Regions from separate parts of the Oryctolagus cuniculus genome. Here all the other regions are linked to region 2. Evidence: chromatin contacts called from public Micro-C data. All regions are on one chromosome and are shown on one strand. The core of a region is the stretch at or near the end of the contact, and the rest is flanking DNA. Distances in the headings are between cores, read along the strand shown.

Evidence for each region. Hi-C and Micro-C count contacts between places; a contact is called where the count stands out from the background.
Region 1: a Micro-C map of ear pinna shows a contact between it and region 2, with 5 times the contacts expected there. The contact joins the enhancer-like site here to the promoter of MAFB in region 2. A contact is called at or near these places in 4 of 6 Hi-C or Micro-C datasets (ear pinna, psoas muscle, skin fibroblasts and 1 more).
Region 3: a contact with region 2 is called in a Micro-C map of ear pinna, with 4 times the contacts expected there. The contact joins the enhancer-like site here to the promoter of MAFB in region 2. A contact is called at or near these places in 2 of 6 Hi-C or Micro-C datasets (ear pinna and psoas muscle).
Region 4: a Micro-C map of ear pinna shows a contact between it and region 2, with 3 times the contacts expected there. The contact joins the enhancer-like site here to the promoter of MAFB in region 2. A contact is called at or near these places in 2 of 6 Hi-C or Micro-C datasets (ear pinna and an unstated tissue).

Annotation. Positions count from the first base shown.
Region 1 is chr11:17,974,203-17,976,902 of mOryCun1.1, reverse strand. No RefSeq gene overlaps it. Among named protein-coding and RNA genes, the nearest start is that of TOP1, 65 kb to the right of the region's middle. Within about 2 kb of position 1,357, at least 1 of the 8 cell types and tissues checked has an H3K27ac peak or open chromatin away from gene starts, as enhancers often do. A contact at or near this core is called in ear pinna, where this site is marked.
Region 2 is chr11:18,257,074-18,259,773 of mOryCun1.1, reverse strand. It overlaps MAFB (MAF bZIP transcription factor B), which reads right to left and starts at 1,370. Exons shown (of 1, transcript XM_008274435.4): 1 at 1-1,370. The coding sequence starts at 989. The coding sequence ends at 18.
Region 3 is chr11:18,656,857-18,659,556 of mOryCun1.1, reverse strand. No RefSeq gene overlaps it. Among named protein-coding and RNA genes, the nearest start is that of MAFB, 400 kb to the right of the region's middle. Within about 2 kb of position 1,431, at least 7 of the 8 cell types and tissues checked have an H3K27ac peak or open chromatin away from gene starts, as enhancers often do. A contact at or near this core is called in ear pinna, where this site is marked.
Region 4 is chr11:18,592,143-18,594,842 of mOryCun1.1, reverse strand. No RefSeq gene overlaps it. Among named protein-coding and RNA genes, the nearest start is that of MAFB, 340 kb to the right of the region's middle. Within about 2 kb of position 1,307, at least 1 of the 8 cell types and tissues checked has an H3K27ac peak or open chromatin away from gene starts, as enhancers often do.

The sequences.
Region 1 (2,700 bases), core at 108-2,607, 280 kb after region 2:
AAGTGCTTGGGCCCTGTACCCCATGGGAGACCAGGAGAAGCACCTGGCTCCTGGCTTCGGATCAGCGCAGTGTGCTGGCCGCAGTGGCCATTGGGGGGTGAACCAACGGCAAAGGAAGACCTTTCTCTCTGTCTCTCTCTCTGTCCACTCTGCCTGTCAAAAAAAAAAAAAAAAGGCAGAGTACATAGCCTGCTCAGAGCCTATACTAGAGGGATTCAATCTAGCCAGGGAAGTCAGGAAGGGCTTGAACAGGAAGGCAAAGGAAAGGGATACTTTAATACAGGGAAACACAAAAGAGGAGAGGTCTTATCAAAGGTCTTGTGGCAGGAGGAAGTATTTTAAGGGAAAGGCTCAAGAGAAAAAAAAAAAAAAAACGCCAACATGGAACATGGCGCAAGCTAAGCACGAGAAAGTTAGCAGGGCCTTGTAGATCTATGTCAAGAATCTGAGTCATAAAAATTACCCACTAGCATGAGAGTCTCAGGAACATTCACCTCTCAGCTGGTCTCAGTTGTGATAAATTTATAGCAAAGGTGACCCCAATATTTTTCCCTCCTTGTAGCCACATCCCTTGCAATGTTACTTTGCAGCTCCTCTCACTGAGAGCTGGAGTCTTCTTCCCCATCCCTAGAACCTGGCCTGGCAGCCTGGTGACTCGCTTTGTGCCAGCTATGAGTCTGGGCCTCAAGCAGCCCTGCATGCTTCTACTTGTTCTCCCGGAGCCCTACTCAACCACCATCGGAACAAGTCCAGCCTGACCTGGTGGAGAACAGGAGATCACAGGATGCAGAAATGAGTCATCCCCGCCAAGGCCAGGCTGGAGCAGCTGGCACTCGAGGACGCCCTGGGAGAGCAGCGAGAGTGCTCAACCAAGCCCAGACGGCATCACAGAGTGGTGAGTTAGCGAATGGGATTTTCAGCCCCTGAAGTTTTAGAATGGTCTGTTACACAGCAGTGGCTAACGGATAGGCACAGGAGAAATGAGAGGGCAGAGAGGAAGAGAAGACAAACAGGAGAGAGTGCTGCAACTGCTATCACATCCAAGATGCTCTGGGAGCCCCTGGCAGAACTGGTTCTGCAGGAAAGGATGGGGAACAGGATCATGGGAGGTTTTTCAAGAATAGAAAAAAATGAGGGTAGAGGGAAGGGGCCCACCAGATGGCAGAAATAATATGGACAAAGGCTTGAAGCCATGAGAAGAAAGGGGCCTTGGTCAAGAGCAGGGAAAATGGTTGAGGCAACCACTGGACCCAAGGTAGATGCATTTCTAGCACCTGTGAGGGGCTGGGCAAAAGGCTGAGTATCAGCCAGGGAGGAGCTATGAGGGGGCTGGGAACACTTGCTCTGAACACCTGCCTTGGTTGGAGAAAATGGAACGAGGTGGGGGGTGGGGGGATTGGATGAGAGTCCCAGATAGAGACAGTGAAGGCCTGGGGACCCAGGAGGAAGCAAGACTCCACCATGAGACCCCCTACAGCTCCCAGATGCGAGGAAGTCACAAAACTATCCAGGACCAGCTGTGAGACCATTCCCACGGCTGCCCTCTGGAGCCTGGTTTCTCAGGGTTTTCCAAAGAAAACTCTGAAATGAAAGTGGAAGGCACTTTGTGAATGATAAAATCCCACTGGTGTTCAGGACACTCTCTAAGGAAGATGCTGCAGTCTGGCTCATGTCAGGGGAGGAGGCGCCTGAGGCTCAGAGGTGGGGCAGCAGCTCCCTGGGCTCACAGGGGCACAGCTGGGGTTTGAATCTGGGCTGTCTGGCACCAAGGCACACACACACTCTCACTCTACCACCCATGCAGCGAGAAGCCAGGGCAGCGGGCAGAGGGCGGAACAGCACCTGGCTTCTGCCACCTCCGCCAAGGAATGCAAGTGACAGGGATTGATTGATCTCAATGATCAGCTACAAATGGTCCCTACACGTGGCCATGTTAATCAGCTTCTACCAGCCAGGATCTGACCAGTTTGAAAGGTTTATAGCAACAATGTGGTGCTGATTTATTTCTCCTTAATAAAAAAGTGATCAAGTGAAACCTGCATCTATCATTCTATTTATCACTCGGGATGATTTATTAACTAATTACACTTGCAGTGGTCGCTGGCTCTAACTGCGGACGAAGGGGGGAGGCGGTGGGGTCAGCGTGGCCATCAGTGCTGCCCCAAGCACACCCGGAGCCTTCTCCTCCAGCCTTGCCACTCCCACACAAGCAAGAGCAAGGTCTTGAATATGCATGTGGAGGCTATGAGAAAAGGGAGGGGAAAGGAGGGAGGGGGAGGAGAGAAATGGAGAAGGCTGTCTGGTCCCTGACTCCTTCCTCCTTGATGGTAAAGACACGGCACAGTGCGCAAAAGGTAGGGTTGCACAGTTAAATTTCAATCTCAGACAATGAATAATTTTGTAGTGCACAAATATCCCAAATATCACACAGCTGTCCTGGAAAATCTGGCAACCCTGGCCCCCGAGCCAGGAGGGCTCTGCTCGGGTATTGAGCCGCCTGTCACTACAAGAACCCGGGAGGCCCATCCCCACAGCCCTGCCTCACTGCCCACTTGCTCTTGGCCTGCTCACCCCTGTGGATTTCCAAATGGGGAGGATGTGGCTCATCCAGAGCTGGTGAGCAAGTCACACAGCCCCCTTATCTGTAACAGTGGGGGCTGGTGTGGCTGGGCCCCCACCTACCCCATGAAGATCAGCTTC
Region 2 (2,700 bases), core at 121-2,620:
CCGGGACCGGCCACGACTCACAGAAAGAACTCGGGAGAGGAGGGGCTGTCGCTGGTGGAGCCCGCCTCCCTGAAGCCGGAGTTGGCGAGTTTCTCGCACTTGACCTTGTAGGCGTCTCTCTCGCGGGCCAGCCGGGACACCTCCTGCTTAAGCTGCTCCACCTGCTGAATGAGCTGTGTCTTCTCATTCTCCAGGTGGTGTTTCTGCTGGACGCGTTTATACCTGCACGACTGGGCGTAGCCCCGGTTCTTCAGGGTCCGCCGCTTCTGCTTCAGGCGGATCACCTCGTCCTTGGTGAAGCCTCGCAGGTGGCGGTTCAGCTCGCGCACGGACATGGACACGAGCTGGTCGTCGGAGAAGCGGTCCTCCACGCTGCCGCTGCTGCCAGCCGCCGTCGCCGCCGTCGCCGCGTGCGGCCCGGGCCCGGGGTGGCTGGTGGGCAGCTGTTGCGCGGGGCTGGTGGCGCTGGACGGCGGCGGCGACGCTTGGTGATGGTGGTGATGATGCGGGTGCGCGTGCGGGCCCAGGTCGTCGTGGGCCACGCCGGCGCCGGGGTACGCGTGGTGCGGGTGAGGGTGGTGGTGATGGTGGTGGTGGTGCGCGCCACGGAACCCGTCGAAGCTCTGCAGCGGCTGTGGCACTGGGTGCGAGCCGATCAGCGCCTCCACCGCGTCCTCGGGCGTCAGGTTGAGCGCCTCGGGGTTCATCTGCTGGTAGTTGCTCGCCATCCAGTACAGGTCCTCCAGGTGGGTCTTCTGTTCGGTGGGGCTGAAGCTGGGCGAGGAGGGCACCGAGCTGCACGGCGTGCTGAGCGGTGTGGACGACACCGAGCCGGCTGGCTGCAGGCGCGTGCAGGGCCGGCCCGGACGCTCCGCGCGCCCCAGCGGCTCCTTCTTCACGTCGAACTTAAGCAGGTCGAAGTCGTTGACGTACTCCATGGCCAGCGGGCTGGTGGGCAGCTCTGGCCCCATGCTCAGCTCCGCGGCCATCGCTGACGCGAGGCGCAGTCGCCGCTGCCGCCCGGGAAACTTTGCGGCCGGCCGGGGCGCGCCGAGCCAAGCGCGGGGGCGAAGCGCGGCGAGCCGGAGAGGCCGGGAGCCGAGGGCGCAGCGGGCTGGGGCCGCTGGCCAAGCCTTTGTCTGGGGACGCGGCGGCGAGCCGGAGAGTCCCAGAGCTGCCTGCGCTGCCCCAGAGCTCGAGGCTGTAGCTGCGCTGGGACCGAGCCGAGGCAGTCGTGCAGGGCGCAGAGGCAAGCGGGGCGCGTAATGGGGCGGAGGGGAGGCGCGGGGCGAGCGCCCGCCACTCGCTCCCTAGCTCTCTCGCTCTGGGGTCCTCTCGCTCGCAGCCGCTCGCAGCCCGGCTGTGCAGCTGTGCTGGATCCGGCGCCGCCGCCGCCTTTTATCGCCTCCCTGAGTCACCGGGGCGCGGGGGCCCGGGCGGCCCGGCGCGCTGGCCAATGGCTGCTCGGCCCCCGCGGCCCGCACTGGGCGGGGCGCGCCTGACAGCTCCCCCGCCCCCCGCGTCAGCTGACTGGCGGCCGGAGCAGCCCCGGAGCCGGCGAGGCCTGGCGGAGGGTTGGAGCCGAGCGGGACGGCTGGCCCGGCCCAACCCCCCACACCCGCCAGGTCCCGGCCCCGCACTCTCGTCTTCGGAGCGCGCCCTACCTCCTAGCCAAGACGACGCTTCCACTCCCCCGCGCGCTCTCCTCCCTCCACACCCTTTGCTCCACCCTCCAACCCCCCACCCCCAGCCCGTGTCACCCCCTAGGAGGCTCAGAATGAGCGCCGGGACGACGCCTCCCGGGCCCTTTGTTCCCAAGCGGCCCCCGCCCAGTGGGCGACGCTCCGTGTCCTCGCAGCCGCGGGGCCGAGCGACGGTGTGCGGTGCGCGCCTGTGTGTCTGGAGGTCGGCACGTATCTGTGTGTTGGAGGCAGGGTTGGGGCTCAGCGAGTTGAGTACAGACCCAACTCTTAGCCTCCTGGGATCGTTCGGAGACTAAGAGGGGGCCGATCCCCTCCCGCGGGGTGGCCGAGCCCTGACTCCGCTGGCCCCGCCGCTCCCCGCGCTCACCCCACCCGCAAATGCTCACCGAGAAGGCACCGGGGGAAAGAATCGGCCCGAAGGCCCTGAATCCCCGTCCCCAGCCAGACGCACGCAACCTTGAGCGCTCCGAGCCTGGGGCCGAGGCCAGCCCGGGACGGGGCTCCAGTGGCTCTCTCTCGGCTTCTGGGGAACCGGCCCTGTTTTTGTTTGAACGTTTTGTAACCATTAAGCAGATCACGGAGTCTGCCCGCCGCGGAGAGGCTCAAACAGGCATAAAGTGCGACCCCAAGTGGCCACTGTGCGCAAAAGCGACGCGAGGCGCTCCTGCCCACTGCCCGGAGGCTTGGACCGCGCCTCGGACCCGGCCAGGTCTCCGAACCCGGGCCAACTCTAGCCAGCCCGGAACACAGGCGTGTGTGCGTCGGGGCCTACCACAGGTTCCCCTTGAGCCATACGCAGGTCCTCCGGTCCTATCTTCAGACTCAGCCGCGAGTCCTGCGCCAGTCGCCCCGATGAAATTCCATGCCCGAGCCTTCGAGAGTGGCCGTCGTCCTGGGCTGGGGACGGGCGGGTGGCCGATATTGGAAACACCACGGTGAGGAGGACCAGGACTGTCCGGTGAGAAACCTCCCTGGAGCGCAGACTGGGAGACGGGAG
Region 3 (2,700 bases), core at 182-2,681, 400 kb before region 2:
CCAGCCCTTCTTCCTCTTCTTGCTGATGAGTCAGATCCAGCTCTCCAATGGCTGTCACGTGGGAGTGACTCTAGTCAAGACTGGACAGGCTACACTGAGGGATCCCCCACAGTGAAGTCACTGGGGGTAAACTCACAGCCCACAGCCTGTCTGTCCTGGATATAAACATCTTCCCTGAGCCCATCGTAAGCTCAGAGCAGTGCTGACAATTTCCTAGGGAACCACCTGCCATTTAACGTTCTTTACCATGATCTTATGCATAACCTCTCACACACGTCCTGCAAGGAAGCCCTTATTAAGTCCACAGCTCTGTGCTGGGGATATGGTGACGAGCAAACACCAAGGTGGATAACTCAGAATCCAAAAGGAAAAAAAAAAAAAAAGGGCATTCATCAAATAATCACATCAACAAATGTGCAACTCCAAAAGGAGTGAAGTGCTTTAGAGGCAGAGGGCCACAGTCCCTGAACAAAGTGGATGTAGAGCAGAGTGGTTAAGGTTAGAGACACTGGAGATTGTTCAGGCTCCAGTCCCAGCTCGGCCAGCTTTGCTCTGAGACCTTAGCCCACTCATTTGATCTTTCTATGCCTTGGCTGTAAAACAAGGATAATAATAGCACCTGTGTCATGCAGTTGTTACAGGATTAAGTGAGATGGTATTTGTGAAATGCCTGGAATAGCACAGCAGACGTCCGTAGCGAAGGAACACAGGAGGGACGGACTTTTATTCCCACTTAGCTGATGAGGAAGGTGGCGCTCCGGGAAATGATCCAAAGTCACGTCCTCTGTCCAGGGGCGGCTTCATCCGCTGCCCCTGGATCTGGAAATGTGCCCCCTTCGCCGTGCTGCCTCCTGACTTGGCAAAGGGACGTGTCAGGGAGCCCCAGGCTCAGGCAGAGCTCGCCTCTCACCGCCACAGAAGCAGCCTTGCTATCATAACACATCTCTGTTTAAGAAACATAAACCACCCTTTGGCAGCTTCTCAAGTATATGTCAGAGCCACTTACAGAGCTCCCTCGCCTCGCTCCACTCTTCTGCCCCGACTGTCAGACCTGGCCTGACAGGGAAACACACGAGAGCTCACCCAACAGGTTTTCCCAACAGCCACAGCAGAGCGAGCAGGCCCCAAGGAGCCCAGGCCTGGGAGGACCCACTTTCCGGGCTGCCAATGGCCCCTCTGACCCGGGTGCGGGCAGCCTCCCTCTCCTCCTGTCTGAACCTGCTGCCTGGCAGAGGCTGATGTCAGAATCCTGCCCTCACCGCTGTAGGCCATCGCAGGCTCCCAGTAGCGATCACCCACAGCCCTGCCTCCTCCCTGCTGGCGTCTCTCCAGTGGTGGCTCAGAGCCCAGCTCGGGAGAGGGATGGCCTGGCCCAGTGCTGAGTGTCCCGCCTAAGCAACTTGGCCCGAGCCTGACAAGTCGCATCTGTCCAGCCTGGCAGCCAGAGCCGAGCCAACGAGCCGCGTTCCAGAGCTGGGCCCTCAGAGGACAGCAGAGAGTCTGGAAACTGGACGACAAGGGCAGAACAGGCCACAGGTCTCCAAGGAGTTATTCTAAGAAGAAATCACACCCAGTTCCCACACGGTGAGTGCTAGTGGCTACTTGGAAAGCTATTAGCTGTACCCACCTTCCATTTCTAATTAGCAGCCTCCTTGCACCCCCAGACTACATCAGGGCCATATCATGTTCACATTCTCCTTCGAAGGGAGCTAGGGCAATACCCAGAATTGCCCGGGGGCTCCTGAGGACAGCGAAGGTGCCAAGAGAGCAGGTGCTTGGCTCTGGGTTGGCAGAACAAGCCAGGGGCTCCAGAGGGCAATCAGACTTAGCATAAGAAAAAATTAAAAATAAAATAAAATAAAGTAAGTGCAAGAACAATAGCTGACACTTAGCCCACTCTCACTCTACCTCAGTAACCATACTTTCGAACTCTTTGAAACCTTACAGCCACCTGGGATATTGACATTTCCCACCTTCCTGTTAAGGAAATCTGAGTTGGATGGAGAAGTGACTTGACCAAGACTCTGCAACAGCAAAACAACAGACTTGGGATTCAAACCCCGAAGTGCCTGACTACAGTATAGACCCGCCAAGGCATAGTGAGGGCCAAGCGTCTCTCTGCTCCTTCTCATACACTGTAGTGCCATGGTTTACAAATGAAGGAACTAACCTCTCCATGTCTGCTGTCTTCATCTGTATTCAATACTAGACAGATGAATTGGACCCATCTTCCCTGAGTGGGTTGGAACTGATCAAATACTAGAAGGATGGGCAGTGTGAGAGTTTCTGAGTCAGGTGCAGGAATGCTTCCCAGCATAGCAACAAACACCCTTGGTGGCTTTGGTTGCATGCACACCCCTCTAGGAGCCACAAGTCTTTCATTTATAAGCCAGGGACAATAATTATTACATTAACCAGCAAAGAAGGGAAGAGGACAATATGGAGTCTATATTTGAAAGGTATTATTGAATTAGATTGCAAATGCTATGGAGACAGGAAGCAGTTATACATTATCCTTGTTGTACTGGTGACATCCAGTCCACTACCTAAGAGATACTTTACTTAATAAACTTCTGTTGAAGGAACCATTTTACAAAGTTACTTGCAAGTTTCTACAAAGGTGCATACAAAGAAAACAAAGTATATGTGCCTTACATACAGCATGACTAAGCAAGTGTAAGTGCTGGCCCAGAGAAGAAT
Region 4 (2,700 bases), core at 58-2,557, 340 kb before region 2:
TCGCTTTAATGGATATAGCTCTGCTCGTCCCCAGTTGCTTCACCATCCAATCACTCATTTTACTTCCTAGGGCTTATCCAATTTATATGTTAATTACATGTTTTATTTTAGTATAGTTTAGTTTTAGTTTTATTCTAGAACCAGGGAAAGAGATCTGTTAATTCACAACAGCCAAGGTGGGACCAGGCTGAAGCCAGAGCCTAGAACTCAGTGTGGGCCTGCCTTGCAGGTGGTAGAGACTCAAGCACTTGAGCCATCATCTGTTGACCTCCACAGTACACATCACCAGGGAGCTAGATTGGAAGCAGAGTCGCTGGGATTTGAATCAGGCACTCCAATGTGGAATTTGTTGTCCCAAGTAGCAACTTAATTTTTTTTTTTAATTTTTTTTTTTTTTTTTTGACAGGCAGAGTGGACAGTGAGAGAGAGAGAGACAGAGAGAAAGGTCTTCCTTTGCCGTTGGTTCACCCTCCAATGGCCGCCGCAGCCGGCGCGCTGCGGCCGGCGCACCGCGCTGATCCGATGGCAGGAGCCAGGAGCCAGGTGCTTTTCCTGGTCTCCCATGGGGTGCAGGGCCCAAGCACCTGGGCCATCCTCCACTGCACTCCCTGGCCACAGCAGAGGGCTGGCCTGGAAGAGGGGCAACCGGGACAGAATCCGGCGCCCTGACCGGGACTAGAACCCGGTGTGCCGGCGCCGCTAGGTGGAGGATTAGCCTAGTGAGCCGCGGCGCCGGCTTGTCCCAAGTAGCAACTTAACAACTGCACTAAATGCCCTCCCCTAGCTATGTGGATTTTTTGGCCCTTCCCATTGGAATGGAATCTCCATGTCCTAATCTTTCTTGTCCCTAATCTTAACATGGTGTCTCATATACAGTAGAAGCCTAAAACTATGTTTAATTTATGAGATGAATGAAGGAGTAAGTGATTAAAGGCATTATTGAGAAATGACAAATATAGCTGATGACCTTTTGTGGAGTTCATGGATCTTAGAGAATGTGCTCCCCAGAGTAATTTGGGTGAATTTTTTAAAGTGTGCTTTAAATGCACGTTATTGGTGGATGGAACAGGAGAGAATTAAGGTAGTTCCACCATCTGTGTTTTGTCTCTCCCTTGGCTGGTGAGTGATTGGCTTCCAAAGAAAAGGCATTTCTTCACCTGGCGATGAAGACAGCCATCGTTTGCAATCATGGTGAGAAGTGATTCCTGTATTACTCACCTGCTGCGGGGCTCCTGACAGTGCAAGGGCCTTCCATGGGGTGGGCACCCAGCCAAAGCCACATGTGTTGTAATCTGTCAACATGCAAACAGGTTCAGGCAGCAAAAGGATCTGCCGTGGGTGCCCCAGGCCCATAGCTGGGGCCAGATTGCACTCACCATGCTAGGAGATAAAGGTCTGGAAGGCCAGAGACACATGTCCTCACAAGTCTCTGCTCTCCATGTTGGACAGGGAATTACCTGTAACACCATAACCAGAGGTTGCCTTGGATATTTGAGGCACTGAAAGCTGCACTCACAGGCCCAGCCTTCCATCTGGAGTAGGTTGCTTAATCTCTTTGTAAGCCTTGGTTTTTAAGTGGGGATAATAATGCCCTCATCATTATGAGGATTAACTAGGATAACATATGTAAAACATCAATACAGTGCTGGCACTGAGTCAGCCTTCAATAAACTTCACTTTCTGCTCTTTCCAACATTATCCTGGTCCCCTAGTCTTCTCTGTGTTTGAGAATTGCTTATCCACTCTTTTACCAAATATCTTACCCCAACCATTCATGCTTCTATTCAACCACTCAAAGAACCTGGACCCGGTTATCAGGGCTGAGAGTACATCTCTGAACTCCCACAAATATTCAAGCAAGTTAGTCTACTTACCGAATACCAAGAAGCATCTTTTCACTTACTACATAGCATTGATCTTATTTAATATATATGTTAAGAACCATCATCCTTGTTTCTAAATTCTACTAGTATTATCTGACTTCTTTCTAAATCATCTGTTTAATAAATATTATATTTATTTAACAGCTATTGGCTAGGTCCTCTGCCATGTCCTAAGATATGTAGAAAATCCATGGTTCCTATCCCAAGAAACTGGTCATCAATGGGGAAACAGCTCAGGAAATAGACAATTATACTACAAGTAAGGAAATATTGTCAAGGAAATAAATACTAAGTCTTTTATATACTTACATCACCCTTCTAAAGTTTATTTTCTAGTTTTCTTTTTTTTAATTTTAGAGGGAGATAGAGGAGGTTATAGAGAGAGAGAAAGAAAGAGAGTGCTGTCATCTGCTAATTCACTCCCCAAATGACAACAGTAGCACTAGCTGGGGGCCAAAACCAGGAGCCAGGAACTCAATTCAGGTCTCCCACAGGGGTGGCAGGGACCCAAATACTTGAGCCTTCATGGCTGCCTTCTAGTGTGCACATTAGCAGGAAGATGGTGTCAGGAGAGGAGCTGGGACTTGAACACAGGCAGTCTGAAATGGGATGCAGAGTTCTCAAGCAGTGTCTTAACTGCTGTGCAAACATCCACCCCTAAAGCTTCTATTTTGAATAATAAAATATTTGAGCTACCTTTCAGTATAGAAAGCCCAGGTTCTGCTTACTATGACATTTGCACATTTAATCTTTAACCAACACTCCTCATCACCATCCTCACACACACATGGACATGCACTGAAGATTTTTATAGTCC